2 separate regions of the Gossypium hirsutum genome follow, and region 2 is linked to region 1. The links are chromatin contacts, called in public Hi-C maps. All regions are on one chromosome and are shown on one strand. Each heading gives the region's core, a stretch centred on a gene start, on an enhancer-like site or on the middle of the called end of the contact. The rest is flanking DNA. Distances are from core to core; before and after follow the strand shown.

What was found. A called contact is a pair of places that touch in the nucleus more often than the background predicts.
Region 2: a contact with region 1 is called in a Hi-C map of hypocotyl, with 2.9 times the contacts expected there. The contact joins the promoter of LOC107913593 here to the promoter of LOC107913533 in region 1. A contact is called at or near these places in 5 of 34 Hi-C or Micro-C datasets (hypocotyl, leaf and petal).

The regions. Positions count from the first base shown.
Region 1 is chrD08:12,551,261-12,558,851 of Gossypium_hirsutum_v2.1, reverse strand. It overlaps LOC107913533, which reads right to left and starts at 3,876. Exons shown (of 28, transcript XM_016842172.2): 1 at 3,595-3,876; 2 at 3,253-3,478; 3 at 3,028-3,164; 4 at 2,371-2,487; 5 at 2,134-2,280; 6 at 1,326-1,960; 7 at 946-1,067; 8 at 773-864; 9 at 94-313. The coding sequence starts at 3,675. LOC107913519 (a long non-coding RNA gene) reads left to right here and starts at 7,498. Exons shown (of 5, transcript XR_001688547.2): 1 at 7,498-7,591.
Region 2 is chrD08:12,679,184-12,686,774 of Gossypium_hirsutum_v2.1, reverse strand. LOC107913593 (universal stress protein PHOS34) reads right to left here and starts at 3,183. Exons shown (of 4, transcript XM_016842231.2): 1 at 2,700-3,183; 2 at 2,526-2,620; 3 at 2,316-2,437; 4 at 1,173-1,489. The coding sequence starts at 2,883. The coding sequence ends at 1,402. It overlaps LOC107913597, which reads right to left and starts at 1,169. Exons shown (of 3, transcript XM_016842246.2): 1 at 717-1,169; 2 at 29-86. The coding sequence starts at 896.

The sequences.
Region 1 (7,591 bases), core at 2,627-5,126:
GATGTTCCATCAACAAATTAACAGTTTAGGAAGCTAAGGCATAATAAAATAACAAAGCCAACTCCCCAGTATCATTCCAAAGAAATGCCATACCTTTCTTAAATGTATAGTTTTTAGATGTTGCAGTAGATACTTCCTGCTTTGGCAAAGCTTGGGAGCTCAGTGAAGAACCACCAGTTATATCAGCTTCAACACTAGAAGTTGGTCTCTTCTGCGGCAAAGCAGCAGGGTGTGCAGCTCTTTTGGCGAATACAGTTACGTTTTCAGCCCTTGAAGTTTCTTTCACAGCATCAACATCTTTTGATGTTGATCCCTGGTTATATCGGGAAGGAAAATAATAGAACATAAGATGCCACAAAAATATTCAGACATTTAGAAACTGAGAAAGTAAACAAGAAAGAAACTTTTGCAACCACAAGAAAGTAAAAAGGACTCAAACAAATACCTAGCTCAAGCAACATTTAAAACACAACTTTTCTAAGGAACATTCATCAAGAATTTGACACAACTTGCTTTCAAATTGAAAAGGAACTTTAGTGTTTTACATGCTTGGTGATGCAAGAGTTCTAATGTCGAACCATAATTATAGACTCCAAAAAATTCCCCTGATCCATAGAATATTGGAGAATAACCATAGGCACAAAATTTCCAAAGGAATGATACAGATAAAATTAAGTACAAAGAAAAAACTGCAATTTCAAACCAATCTGGCATTCTTAACATGCAATTGGGGTAAAAAATCAAAACAAGTTGAGGAGTGAAAGAAGCATACTCCAGGCAACAGAAGAGAATCGACAATTAGCAATCTAGCACCAAAATGTTTTGCAAGTGCCTTAACCAATGTCTCCTGATATATTTCTGAGCCTATACATAGCAAAGTACTCTCATCAGGAATTAGAACGTCCAACAATATTTAAATGGAAAAACAGAAAACAGCAACCAAACCTGCAGGACCAGATAACAATATACGAGGACTCATGGTAGGAAGGTCTGAGGCATACTTCGCAAATTTACTACACTTCAAATGCACATAGGTTGAGGCTATCAAAACATTCTTTGTTGTATCACTGTCACAATGGAAGTTTCAAGTAAAATTAACTAAATTTCACCAATGCTCCAAAAATCCACTAATATAGGCAGTTAACTCAGTACAACTTTCACTGCATAAATAATACATGGACTTGCAATTTTGTGGAAATGTTGATAGAAAATTAAGTAAAAGCAATAATTCAAAATTGTTTTCCCAAAACATAGAAACAAGGAATCATCAAAAAATATAAAATAAAAGTGCAACATCAAATAAGAGCAGAAAGCACCAGATTTACCTCAAATAATACGGAAAATTTTCAAAAGAGAGGTCTATATTGTCTGGATTGAGAATGCTGTCTTGTAAACTATCTTTAAATGCTTGTCGCTTGGTTGATACCAAACCCGAAGGAGGTTCAAATTCCTTAAGCATCTCTCTAATTTCCCTTTGCTCGTCTAGAATTTTGGCAATACTACCACTAAAATCAAAGTCAGTAGAAGTACCAGCAAGGATATGCAATAATGGCCTTAAAGAGTAACCTGCCCCTGGGATCTTCGTATTGTCAGCATCCATACTATCATCTAATCCAAGTCTATCACGATTTGGGTTTTCATTAGCAGCGTCCGGTACAAAAGGAACAGTTTTCTCCCTTGAAGAAGCAGTTGCTGGATCAGTGTTACTAGCACTGTCCTTCATGTCAACTTCTGGAACACAGTCATCTGACACCTCACAACCAGAAGGTAGAGTGGACATCTCAGAATTTTCTTTTGTTGACAAAGAAGCCAATATTGTTGCTGCCCCAGCAACAGCAGATGGTTCCCCTGGTCGTGCCTCAATAATACCTTTTATAGGAGCAGTCTGGGCTTCTAAAATGCTTAGAGAAGAAGGTAAGCCTGGGGCTGCTAAGTTATCATTGGTAAGCTGCTGAAAAATCTAAGTAACCGTCAAGGAATTAAAGCATCTATTAGATGGGAGAAATATCATATAGCATCAAAGTTCAATTATGGAACACACATGAAAGTGGAGCCACATAGACTTTCATTTGGGAGGCAGAGGAATAACATATCTGTAAAAATGTGTTAAGCCATGTTGAAGGAAAAGGATACATAAGCATGATCCCCAGTACTAGTGAAAATTAATTCATCTCCAGCATTTAGGATCAAACTAGAATTTTTACGGTAAGTCCTACCGTTAACCTGGACAGAACCTTTTCCTCCTGTAATTTCTAGCAAGGCAATGGAAGTTCTATCTCTCTACATCGGGAAATAGAAATTCAGCACTCCCATAAACACAATAAAAAGTACAACGAAAAGGTTAAGAAATAATTATGTAAAGATCCATACCTCTATGTGCTTCACTTTGCACAAAACAGCGCTAATATTGTGATCCTTAAGACATAAGTTGCACTGATGGCTTTGTCCAACGGTGAATGGTGTGCCACACATGACTAAGTGAGGATTCTGGATGATATGAACATTAATAAGAAGTGGAAGCACATCAGTTTAGCATGAAGACAACCATAAGTATTAAAACCAATATAAAGAGGCTGATTGGTTTGTGGCTTGATGGAAGATCCTCCCTTAAGGAAATTCAACAACAGAATACCTTACCATGACTACTGAGGTTAGACCTCACTACAACAGAAAGCTGACTCTCTGAGGCAGCCTAAAAGTAATTTTCCTACCAAATTGACTCTCTTAAGTTAGGATTTAAATCATGATGAACTCCAAGATTCCACTCAATGATTGGAACCAAATCATCATTTTACCAGCAAATTATACAGTAATATTTCCTTGTTCCATCCAAAATTCAACTGCACAAAGTTTTAAAATCCGTTTGCCATAAATAGTTCATGGACAAAACACATTTTCTTCACTTCATTTATTGGCTAAAAGAAGAAGGATTTCAATAGGCAGTTCTAACTGAACACGATTAAACAAAGGGACCAGGAACCAAAAACCAGCTCATAATTAAAAAGAATGTCAATTCAGAAAACATACTTGAGAATGCTGGGAAAGAAGCTTTCCCCACGGGAATTTAGAACCTAACTTAGCAGGCTTAATTGGCCTGTTCTTAGCCCGACCAGTAAGCCCTGCAGCAACCGTCTCCACTTTATCCGCATCTACAGCAGCTTCTCCTAATTAACCAAAATAATCCCCCACATCAAAACCCCAAAAAAAAATAGAACCTCACAAACCAAAATGAAAGATCAATTCGGATGGCACCTGAGGACCGCGGAGCCACCAAAGTACCGTTCTCCAGATCAGCAACGGCAGGCTTATCGATGGGAGACGCATCAACGGCCTTAGCCGCATCGGACACCCGTAGATCAGAGGATCGGAGCTCCATTACCCGTGAGCCCGACCCGGATTCCTTAGGTGGACCTAAGGTTTCGTTAACTGGTCCAGAAACCGCAGCTCCATTGTTGGACGACAAAGCCGGCTCAGATGCCTAAAGGGAAAAAAAAGAAAAAAAGAAAAGCCTATCAGTCTGGAATTCAAATCTAAAGAGAACGTATCAGGACAGACATGCAAAGTAAAAACCATAAGGAATAAGAAAGAAAAGACCTTGGATCGTTTAGAAGAAGTGGGAGGGGGAGAGGAAAGGGGGCGTTTGGAAGAGGAAGAGCTCCGTCGCGTCTCGACCATATCAATGTCAAAGGATGGAAAAAAGGAAGGGTTTGGAGGAGGTTTTTCCTCTCTGGGTTTTCTCTAATTTGCAAAAATTAACCACCTTCTGGTTCGGGTCTTGCGTTGCCAAACAATAAAACAAATAGGAGAGAATGAGAATCAGCAACAGAGAAGAGGAAAAAAAACAGAAAGTGAAGAATTGCGCAAAGGTCAGTTATTAAGTTTCCCTCTGCAATTTAACCTATTATTTATTTATCTTTTTTCTTTTATTAATGTCTCTTTCACACCTATTATTTATATAATTAAACTCATAATTCATACTTCTATAAAATAAAATTCATGTACTAATTAAATTGTTATAAGGAATTTTTAAAAAAACCTAAATATAATTTTTATCAATTAAATATTATTTAAAAATATTTTATAAAATAATAATATTTATTATAATTGTATAATAATAATGTTAAATATTAGAATTTTATGTTAGGACGTTATGAATATTTTTAAATAAAGGGGGACGTTATGATTTCTAATTTCTTAGGAAGATGTGAAGTGGGTTGTTTGGTTACGAGTGTATGGCAATGCTGGCTTGGAGTGGCCTGCCTAGCTGTCAGTGTTAACAGTGTTCACATTTACATTTATTGCCTTTAAAAAAAACACAAATTCGTTCATTTCGTGGAATTTAAACACTTGCTAGATATCGGTAAAAAAGGTTTGAGAAATAAAGTTCAGGAAAATGTGTCATTTGTCATACTTATGTCATACTCTATTTGACTTTCTTTTAATTAAATAAAATTAGAGTAACTTTGGATGAACGGTGTGATGCGTTTAATTTATTTTTTGTCTCACGCTATAGTATTTAATCTCATTATTATTATTATTTTTATATTAATTACAAATAAACGTATTGTCTATCCAAACCCACCATTAATCTTAATCATCAGTCACAACTTTTGAAAGCTATTTTAATCATCCCATTTTTTAATTTTTTTAACCCTCGATAATAATTTGGTTCATTCAATATAAAGAAGGGTAAAGTATAGAAATAGTCATTAAAGTATTGCCTGTGTTTTATTTTGGTCACTAAAATATAAAAAATCAAATATTTTAGTTAACGTTAACCGCCGCTTGATAAGTGACGAAGTGTTGACGTGAGCTTTTCTTATTGGTTTAATAACAAATTTAATCCTTTAATATTTACATATTCTATCAATTTGATCCTAAATATAACAAAATCAATAAATTTAGCCCTAATATTTACAAAAATTGTTATTTTAGTTCAAATTCTAAAAAAATTCAATAAATCTAGCTTTTAGCATTTACAAAATAACAAATTTTGATTTTTAAAGAATTTTAAGTTAGCAATGTGCAGTTCTAACCCTTGTATTAGAATAGCTCACAAAACTTAGAATCCAATTGCTTCATGTTCTTCTGCAAATACTCAAGCATGGCTGTTACAGTTTCAAATCAGGATGTTGTTGCTTTGGGGTCAAAGTAACATAAGGAGAAGGCAATTTACCCAAGCTTGTGCTCACTTCTGATCATGGCAGGTAATGTTTAAATCTTTAAATTTTGGAGAAATGACACTTTCTGCAAAATTTTCTTTTTTGGATCTTTAAATTTTGTGCTAGTTTAATTGGTGAGCCAATTTTGTATTTTCTTTTTCATTGATTTGGACCTGATATTGTATTTATAATTTTTTTTTTAAAATTGTATAAATGTTGAAGGCTAAATTGATTGATATTTTTAGAATTTGAACTAAAATGGCAAATTTTGTAAACATTGAGAGCTAAATTTATTGATTTTTTTATATTTATGATCAAATTGATAGAATATGTAAACATTAGAGGGTTAAATTTGTTTTAGACTAATAAAAAAAGCCTACATCAGCACTCTCATCAAATTTCAAACCGCTGTTTGATGACTGAAATATCTGATTTTGAATAGTTTAGTGACCAAAATAAAATGCGGGCAATACTTCAGTGACCATTTCTATACTTTACCCAATAAAGAATGGTGTACCTAAAATAGAAAGAAATGACTGGAGTGGTGTAATACATAATAGGAGACTGCGGTGGAAGTGAAAAAGCAAACTGAAAAGAGTAAGGGCCGGAAAAGAAAGAAAAAAAAAGGTGTGGTGCAATTAAAAGAAGGCATAATGATAAAAAAAAGAAAAAAGCATAATGATTTTTTTAATCCTCTAACTTTACAAAAAAAGTCATTTTAGTCCTTCATTTTGGTTTTTCGTCCTTTTCAGCCCTTAACCTTACATTTTTTGTCAAATCACCCCAAAAGTAATAGAAAAGTTAACGTTTTTTTAATTTTATTGACAGGGCATGCACGCGAATTGACATGTTAATCATGCGTCAGCATTTAATTGTTTTTAAATTTTTAAAAATTCAAAAAGATTATTTAAATTTTATAATTTTTTTAAATTTTTAAAAAATTAATTAAATGATGACATGTCATCCATGTGTATATTACATCAGTAAAGTTAGAAAACGTTAGCCTTTCTATTTATTTTTGGGTAATTTGATAAAAACGCAAATTTAAAGATTAAAAAAAAAATTAAATAAAGAATAAAAAGACTAGTGCTAAAAGATGATTATGCCTTAAAAGAAGCTCAATCAGATTGGGTTGTTTCTTAAACATCACAAAAGTCCCATTAAAAGCGTTAATCTCACTTCACCCGAAAGGACCATAAGTTGAGAACTTTTAGATGCGAATTCAAATCTTAATGTTGTTTTAATATTATCTTTTACATATTTTTTTCCCTTCACTTGTTAGGTGTAAAGTAATTTAGTTTATTAATTTATACTATATATTAATCTCCTAATTGAGTTTGTGTTACCATTCAATTGAGTTTTATTTTTAGGGTGTATTATATATCTTTTATATTATATATTAATCTCCTATTTATATCTTTTATATTAAAAAATAGAAAAATCCATACATAATAATATTTGAACTCTTTCTTTTTTTTTTAAATAATTGGGGGAAGAGAATGGGATTACTTGAGACTTCTTATATATATATGTAACCGCCAACTTAAATGTCCTAAAAGGGTTCGGGTCTTTGGCCCCCCTTGACCCGGATGGATCCAAGTCGGAAGAGGCGTATTTGCCAAGACAGTCCGCAAGAAGAGTTTGCAGGCACACCTTGCAAGATGGGGTCACGAACGGTGTTCGCAGGAAGGATTGCAAGCCCTACAAGCAATCCGGACTCGTGACCAACGAGTATGGGGCTTGCTGAGGATGTTAGCCCCAAGATCAGAAAGGACCGCGTGCTACGCAAGCACGCGTCCAACAAGCTAGGGGGCGAGCAGAGAATGTCAGCACCTGAGGCCCTAAGGTTGAGACAAAATGGTGGTCCTAGTTATGAGCTGTAATAGTAACAATATGAGTATATATAAATATCCCCAATATCACATGAAAAAAAAAACACGTCAACAAGACTAAAGTCAAATTTTCATGCCCTCAACATAATGCTCTTGCTATTAGACCACAAGGTTGTTGGCATGATATTTGCACTTAAAATACGATAGGTTTCAATATTTTTAATTTACCATTTTAACCAAAAACTTATTTATTTTTATGTTCAATCTATAATCTATTTATATTATAATTATAATATAAAAGACATGGGTTTAGAAAAACTTTTGAATGGAGAATACATTTTATTGTTCATTATATTATTGAATTGATATTGAAAAAACAAGTTTTTTTTTTTATTTTTTAACAATGGAAATTTTTTTTGAATAATTTGACTGGATTTATTTATATACTAAGGAAAAAAACAAAGAAAACAAGCCTAAGGCCTTATTGCAGAGTAGTTTGAAAACGGAAAACAGATTTGGGCCTAACAGTCCAAATAAACAAAATTAAAATAAAACTCATTCTTATCCTAAACCAGTCAAATCAATATAGCTGGACAC
Region 2 (7,591 bases), core at 1,934-4,433, 130 kb before region 1:
TGAAGCTTTCCAATGGAATTTCAGTTACCTTTAGAAGAAAAGTTACACGGCCGAGAAGATGACCTTAACACCCCTCCCCCACAAACCTGCAAAAAGGAAAAAAAGAAAGAAAAAAAAAGTTGATTCACGGTTTCATATATATATATATATTTCTACTGTTACTAAACTACATTTTTTTAATATAAAAAAATGAACATAGTGCAAGACAATCAGATTAAACATGAGAAAAACAAAGGATATGAAGTTATGGAAGAAAATAAAGAAAAGGGTAAGGTTTTTAAAACCTGTGGAGCGAAGAGAGAACGTTTAAGAGATGAAATATTTCGAAGAAAGCTGGCCATAGCATGCAAGGGAAAGGAGCTTTGTTTAGAAGTATAAGATGTGGGAAAAGAAGAAGAACAAACTAGTTGTGATTAGATGTTACTTAATTCCATAGATTAAAAAGAGAAGAAAGAAATGGAAAGACAAACAAACAGACACAAAAAAAAAATCATAAAAGAAAGAAATCAAAATGGGAGAAGAGATAAGTACAGGCAGATGAATCGACTGCAAATCTGGGGAAAATTTTGAAAGATTAGAGATTTAGATGGAGACAGAGATAACCCTTTTGGCAAAACATAGATTTGCCATTTCCAATTTCAAGACTTTGAACCAGTCTTGTTAGGGTTACTAAAAGAGGCAGAAAGAAAATCGAAAGGAATAATCGAAAGGTTTACCTGGGGAGGACTGTTACTGGCTAGAGACGAAGGAAGCAAGAGAGGTCGTGACTGAGATCGGGCTGAGTGAGAACTTTTTTTTACGTGAGAAAATGGGAGGGTCAGTGAAAAAGAAACGGAATAGAAATGCCCACTTTCCATGCTTAAACACAAAATTGGGTTGTAATGGAATAAACCCATAATAGGTATTCCATTGAATCAAACTATGGTTTCTGATGGGCCCACATAATGGCTACACCTAATCAAAATAAAAACTTCTCAATAATTTCCATTTTCCAAAAAGAAGAAAAAATATCTAATTTTATAAACTAAAGAAACACCCAAAGTAATCATAAATAATGGTACCAAAATAAGTCCATATATTAAAATATATCCATAGCAGTTCAAAGTTCATATGTAAGATCATCATCTGCAATACTACCAAAAACAAACCCTGATTTCCGGGCTACCAAAAACTATTTCAACACTCGCATGATAGATTTAAGTATAGAATATTCCAATAATACTTGTACAAGCTAATTAAAAAACATTAAGACATAAGAATCGTGTAAACTCTGCTTATTTACACCAATATCTAATATTCAGCATGATTGGTATTACAGTCCCAGTGTGCAACACCATAGTGTTATTAGGCGACTAAAAATATGCAGCAACCCCAGTTGTTTGTTCAATTTTATTGCTGAGATTAATGTTTGATCTTCGGCTTCTTCACAATCATCACAGAGCAATGAGCATGGTGAGAACAATAATCACTCACACTGCCAAGAACAGCCCTGTAATACAATATATGATCATTTGTTAAAAGCGGGACCGAAATAAGGTCATTCTTAAATTGTTGAAAGTTTGGCAATTTCTTTTTCAGTGCTTATTCATCACAACATATGAAAAATGAAAGGTTCTATAACAGGAGCTATAATATTGAGAAAAAAACCAGCTTATAATCTGCAAAATATCAAATAGCAGAGCTACCGCCGAATGTCAAATAAGATCGGGTTGGTTTTGAATCAGATCAATTCTGATTTCAAAATTTTCATGCCACTTACATGTCATTTTAGGGTTGGAACATTTCAGGTTAGTAAGCCTAGTTTCTGCGCACCTTGGGTTATGTCATTTCGAATTACTTGTCCAGGTCATTTCAGGTTTTGATATTTTTGGTTTTGAGTTAGGCAGGGTCAGATCATTGACTTTTTACAGTCAAGTAGCATTGGGTTGGGTTCGGATTTGGATTGATCGGATCGGGTTTTTGGATTTGGATCAAAACTGGCAAGCCTACTTATACATATATAGATGATATATATCATATTGTAGATGAGGTCTATGGGTTAGGTCTAACCCTAAAAAAGGGAAGAGGGGAAAAGGGGCAAACCCACTCAACCCAAAAAACTAGAAAGGAGAAGATGTTCTATACAGATGCATTAACATTATTTGAGAACTCATCCCCATAGAACCAAAATAAACCATCGATTTTTTCTTGTGGAAGTAATGATCCATTTTTTAGTGATTAGAAACTTAATGAACAAGCCACAGTAAATCAAAGAGTAAAAAATTCCCAATGTTCATCTAAAAACTTAAAAAGAGATCAGACATAGGTTTTAATACCTCTTTATAGCTCCATAACCATGGCTACCAACAGCGAGAACGGAGGCATGGTGTTTTTCTACAGCGTCACAGAGAACATTCCTTGCATCACCTTCCACCACTTCAACTACGGCATCATGTACCTGCACCGAAACCAAAAAACCATTAGATTGGATGCTAATACCCTTCTTTAATTAGGCTACAAAAGTAAAACAAGTAGCTGATGAATACCGATTTGCTAAGGCAGAGTTCCTTGGCTTTCTCAACAACCCTGGCAGCGATCTTCCTCAAATCCGCATCCACATAGGGCAATACATCAGCAGCTCCTACAATAATTATACCTCCATAAGAAAGCTAAAACACACGGTACTTGAACCAAAAGAAAAAAGGAGGGTAAATTCAAACCAGGTCCGGCGAGACCAACAGCAGAAGAAGCAGTAGGCTTGGCATGAACGATGACGAGCTTGAAAGGAGGATTGGAAGCGAAAGGAGCAAAGAAGTGATCGAGGATCCACTGCAGCGCGTACGTACTGTGCTCGCTGTCGTCGATTCCAACAACCATGGCTTGCTTCTCCGTCGTTGTTGCCATCGTGGTATGTCTCTTGGTTCTTGTGTCTTGGAATTGCAAAGGGTCGGTTTGATCCTTCTTTAATTTTGGGGGTTTTGTAGGAATAAGGAATTTATTGAGAAACACAGAGCACAAAACAACGTGCGGGCAAATGCGTATGGCGTAAGGCGTAAGCGTGTTAAACTTATGCTTAGAAGAAGGGAAGGGAAGGAAGACCCCAACTAGAATATAATACGCGATACGCTGGCTGATAGTGATTGTGTCCCTATCCTTTTTGCCTCTATTCTAATCCATCATTCTAGACAGACAATGTTATGATATGCTTTTCATCTTTAAAATATTCTATTTATATCTTCAAATTTATTAATTTAATCCTTAAATAAAATATTAAATTTTATGCGACATAATTTATTATTAATTTTAAAGTTTTTAAAGTTTTTACATAAATTATCATTCATCTTTTTCGGTTATATTTTATTTTTAATATACAGCAAAATTTTACTGTTTTTTAAAGTTTTCATTTTAAATTATGTTACTTAAAATTTTACATGTCATTTAATAGTTAAACTTTCAGTTTTAATAATCAAAGGACTTGATTGACATAACATCAATAACTTAGGAATGCAATTAGAATATTTTAAAGTTTAAGGACAAATTTAAAATGAGGACCATAATTTAGGATGTAATTAAAATATTTTGAAGTTTAGAGATAAATTTAAAATAAGGGTTATAGTTTGCGAATGTCTACTTTATTCACTCACGGTTGGATCCTTAAACTTTGTAGTGTTTTTTTCTTTTTGTCCCTAAACTTTTTCTTAGCCTATATTAATATTGAAACTTGATAATTTTTTAAAAGTTAATCATTGAATTTAGATTTCATCAAGTATGATGATGTGATTCTTTAATATTATGTCATACTATCACAAAAAAAGATATATATAATATTTTTTAATTTTTTAAGTAATGATATGAAATAATCTAAATTAAAAAAAAAAGAAGATCAAAGCTTGTGGAAAAAGTTGAGAAAATAAAGGAGTAAGTATTGGTTTATCCTAGACAATGAAGGTGAGACAAATTGAGACGTGATCCTCCCTCTCACATTCATTGGGAGCAGTTCTGGGGGAGACTGTATCTCGCAATTTAACGCTTCCATTCAGACTCCTGTTTATTACAAATATAGCTTCAATTACGCTCCGCTTTTCCGGGTTTTTTTTTTATTTTCTTAATAACCTTCTATAAATTATTGAATTGAATGACCCAAATAATAATAAATAAATATGTTAAATCAATTTTCACTGATAATTTTATAGTTAGAGAAAGAATTGTATAAAATTGTAATTTCATATTATCTCTATCATTTTTCAATAGAAGAATGACAAATCGAATTTTTCTTCCTGATTTTTAGTAGTGTTACATGAGAAAAAAGTTAAAAATTATGAGGAAAAAATCTAATTTATCATTCTCCTATTAGAAAGGAATAGGGATATGTGAAATTATAGTGGCTTTAAATCATGTTCTCATTTTGAATTTTAAAATTTTAATCATGACTCAAACGATTAAAATCATGAACTAAATGATGTGAATTTCTTTTTGTCTTATATTAAAATAACAAGTTAATATTATATTATACATGCAATAATATGTTTTTTAAAATATAAGTACAAATAAAATTAGAGACAAACTCAAAAAAATTTTAAGGGTCGGAATTAAATAATATTTTTACAACAATAAAAATATAATTTTATTATTTTAAAAACCTATATATTTATAATTTTTAAAATATTAAATATGGTTTTAATAGGAAAAAAATCATATTTATATTTGTATATCAATATGAAAAGGTTGCACTTTTTTAAGTAGTCAAATTTAAAAAAAATAAAAAAATAAAAAAATAATATAGAATGGTGGTGATGTGTGTATTTTTAATTAAAAGAGTATGATTTAAATTTGCAAGTTATTTTGAGTGGGAGCATTGGACAATGACTCACATTAAGCATATGATTGATATGCCCTCTACCTGTATTCGAGATGACAATTCTTGTGGGTATGTTTACGGCTAGTTTGATAATATTTTTGAAAAGTGCTTTTAAAAAGTTTAGTTTAAAATTTGAGTGTTTAGTATTGTTGTAAAAAAGTGCTTTTGAGAAATAAAATGTCCATTTTAGACATGTTATTATCAAGTAACAAATATGCATTTAAATAATTATTATTATATTTTAGTAAGAATATAAAAAAATTATTATAACTTGATAATATTTTAATATATGAAATATAAATTTTAAAGATTTTTAAGAAATAAATATTAATTATTTATAAAATTTAATAAGAATCTATAAACTATATTTTAAATATTTAAATATAACCATTAAATATTTGTAATTAGTATTTTAAAAAATATATTTTTTATTTTTAATTAATAAATTTAACATATTTGTAATTAAGCACAAAAAAGGGGAAAGTACTATGTTATTGGAGGAGTGAAAAAGTAATTAAGCACTAAAAGTGCTTTTGGAAGAGAAAAACAAAAAAATTTTAGCTTCTCCTTTTTAGAAATACTTTTCAAAAATACTTCTGAAAAGTAAAAAATTTCAGTCAAAAACAGTTTATTTAACATAATTTTTCTTCTAAAAATACTTTTGAGGCTAGAAGTATTTTTTTTAAGCACTGCTAAATAGACCTTAATCGTCACTTCTTTACTCATACCTTTCAAATATCTACTTTTGGTTTTTATGCCTATTAGTACAAAGATATTCCCCCATTTCAATGATGAAATCATTTCTAAATAATTATATAAATCAGCTAAAATCACAACTACTATTGCTATCCTTGTTTATATCATAACCACCCTTTCTTTTTTCTTCAAGTAATATTCATTTAAATTGAATTATTAATTTGATTAAGAAAATATGAATCTCTTTTCATAATTAAAATAAGATATATCATTTGAGGGTGTTTTAGTTTTTTATTTAAAAAATAAAAAAAGATACATATAACGAGATTTAAACTTAAATAAATTGCATTAAAAAACTTTTAAATTACCACTTAGCTAACATTTTAATTTTATTATGCACACTTTATTACTTCCGTCATTTATATATCTATACTATTATTTAAGCTCCTGACAGGGTTGGTGTCACTCTCAACCAGTACATCAACTTGGTTAGAAAAATTATGGACATGCCCTTTCGTAATAAAAAACAAGTTATATTATTCGAGCTTATTTTAGTCTTTTTATTTTAAAGAAAAATCAATAAAAAGATGCATAGGATGAGATTTGAACTCAAATAAATTGCATTAGTAAAATTTTTAATTTACAACTTAGCTAAAGTTTTATTTTAATATTTTTACACATTTTAATTTTATTATTTGTATTTGTGTTCTATATTTTTTTGTTTCCACACGCATATGTCACGGGGCTATAACTTTAGTTTGGCAAACCGTGTGACTTTAAGCGATTTCTATGTTCAAATCCACCTAAGTCAGTCTTACTCTCGAAAGTGAAAATTCACAAAGAAAATTCTCCAAGACATTGAAATAAAGTGGAAGCATAAAGAAACTTGAATTGAACTAAAAAGCCACAAGAAAGCAATGCACACAAGGTGCTTGAGTAAATACTCTAAAATATATTCAATAACTATAAATGAGATGATTATAAATGATGAGGAAGACCTTTATTTATAATTAAGCTCTCCTTGATCCAACAATACAATCTAAATTACATCAACGATTAAGATTAAAGCCTATCTACAATATGAGAGTCTTAAGGGATTTAAACACTTATATTATCCCTTAGGATTACAAAATATTCACCCTAGTAAAATATAAATTACTAGAGTGTTTCACTGGGCCACCAAGGCTTCAAGTAGTGGTATTCTCCAAAAGTTCCATGAACCGGACCAGTTTAAGAGGGTCAAATAAGTCCCATTTAATTAGTTGACATTTGTGGGACGTTATGTGTGTATTCATCGCGGGCTATGATTCGTGACCCGAGACATTCTCCCCTACTCATTCTTGCGATGCCCTCGTTGCGTCCTTCGAATGACATTGGTCTAACTTGTCTTGAAACTGCCATGATGCCTTGGCTGATTCCCAACCACTCTCTCTATTAAGTAGTTTCGCCCCTCGAAGCATTTGCCTTGACTTGTCTTTGTTCTCTTCTAACTCGAACTATTTTTCTCCTTTGTATATTTGTTTGCAAGAGTCCACCACTCTTACTTAACCCCATTATGACTTGCCTCGATTCGAATCCCCTTGATCCTCACGAATAGGCTTCGACACACCTACATTGAACATTGAGTTAACCTTGAGTATCACCGTTAACTCTAGTTTGTAAGCCCCTCAGCTTACCCACTTCAAAACTCTGAAGGGCCATTGTGTTTTTGTCAAGTTAACGATAAGTTATAATGTAAAACACTAGGAAAGTGTTTGAGATTTACCTCGCTCGTAGCATTTACTCAATTTAACTGCCTAGCTTGCATCACCGCTTTTCCAACAAAGTTTGACACAACCCACCTCTCTAATAAGTGATAATCCCACTAATAACTCAACAGGTTTCACATTGGTTCATCGCACCTCTAGCATTTCCAAAGGGGTCTTCATAACATATTAATTTACCAACTCAATGTTCTTATAACAATAAACATCCTCGGCTAGCTGTGTAACACCCCTTTCTCGACCTAATCGTTGGGTCTGAGCTACAAGACGCTATATTCATTGCCAGAGCAACTAC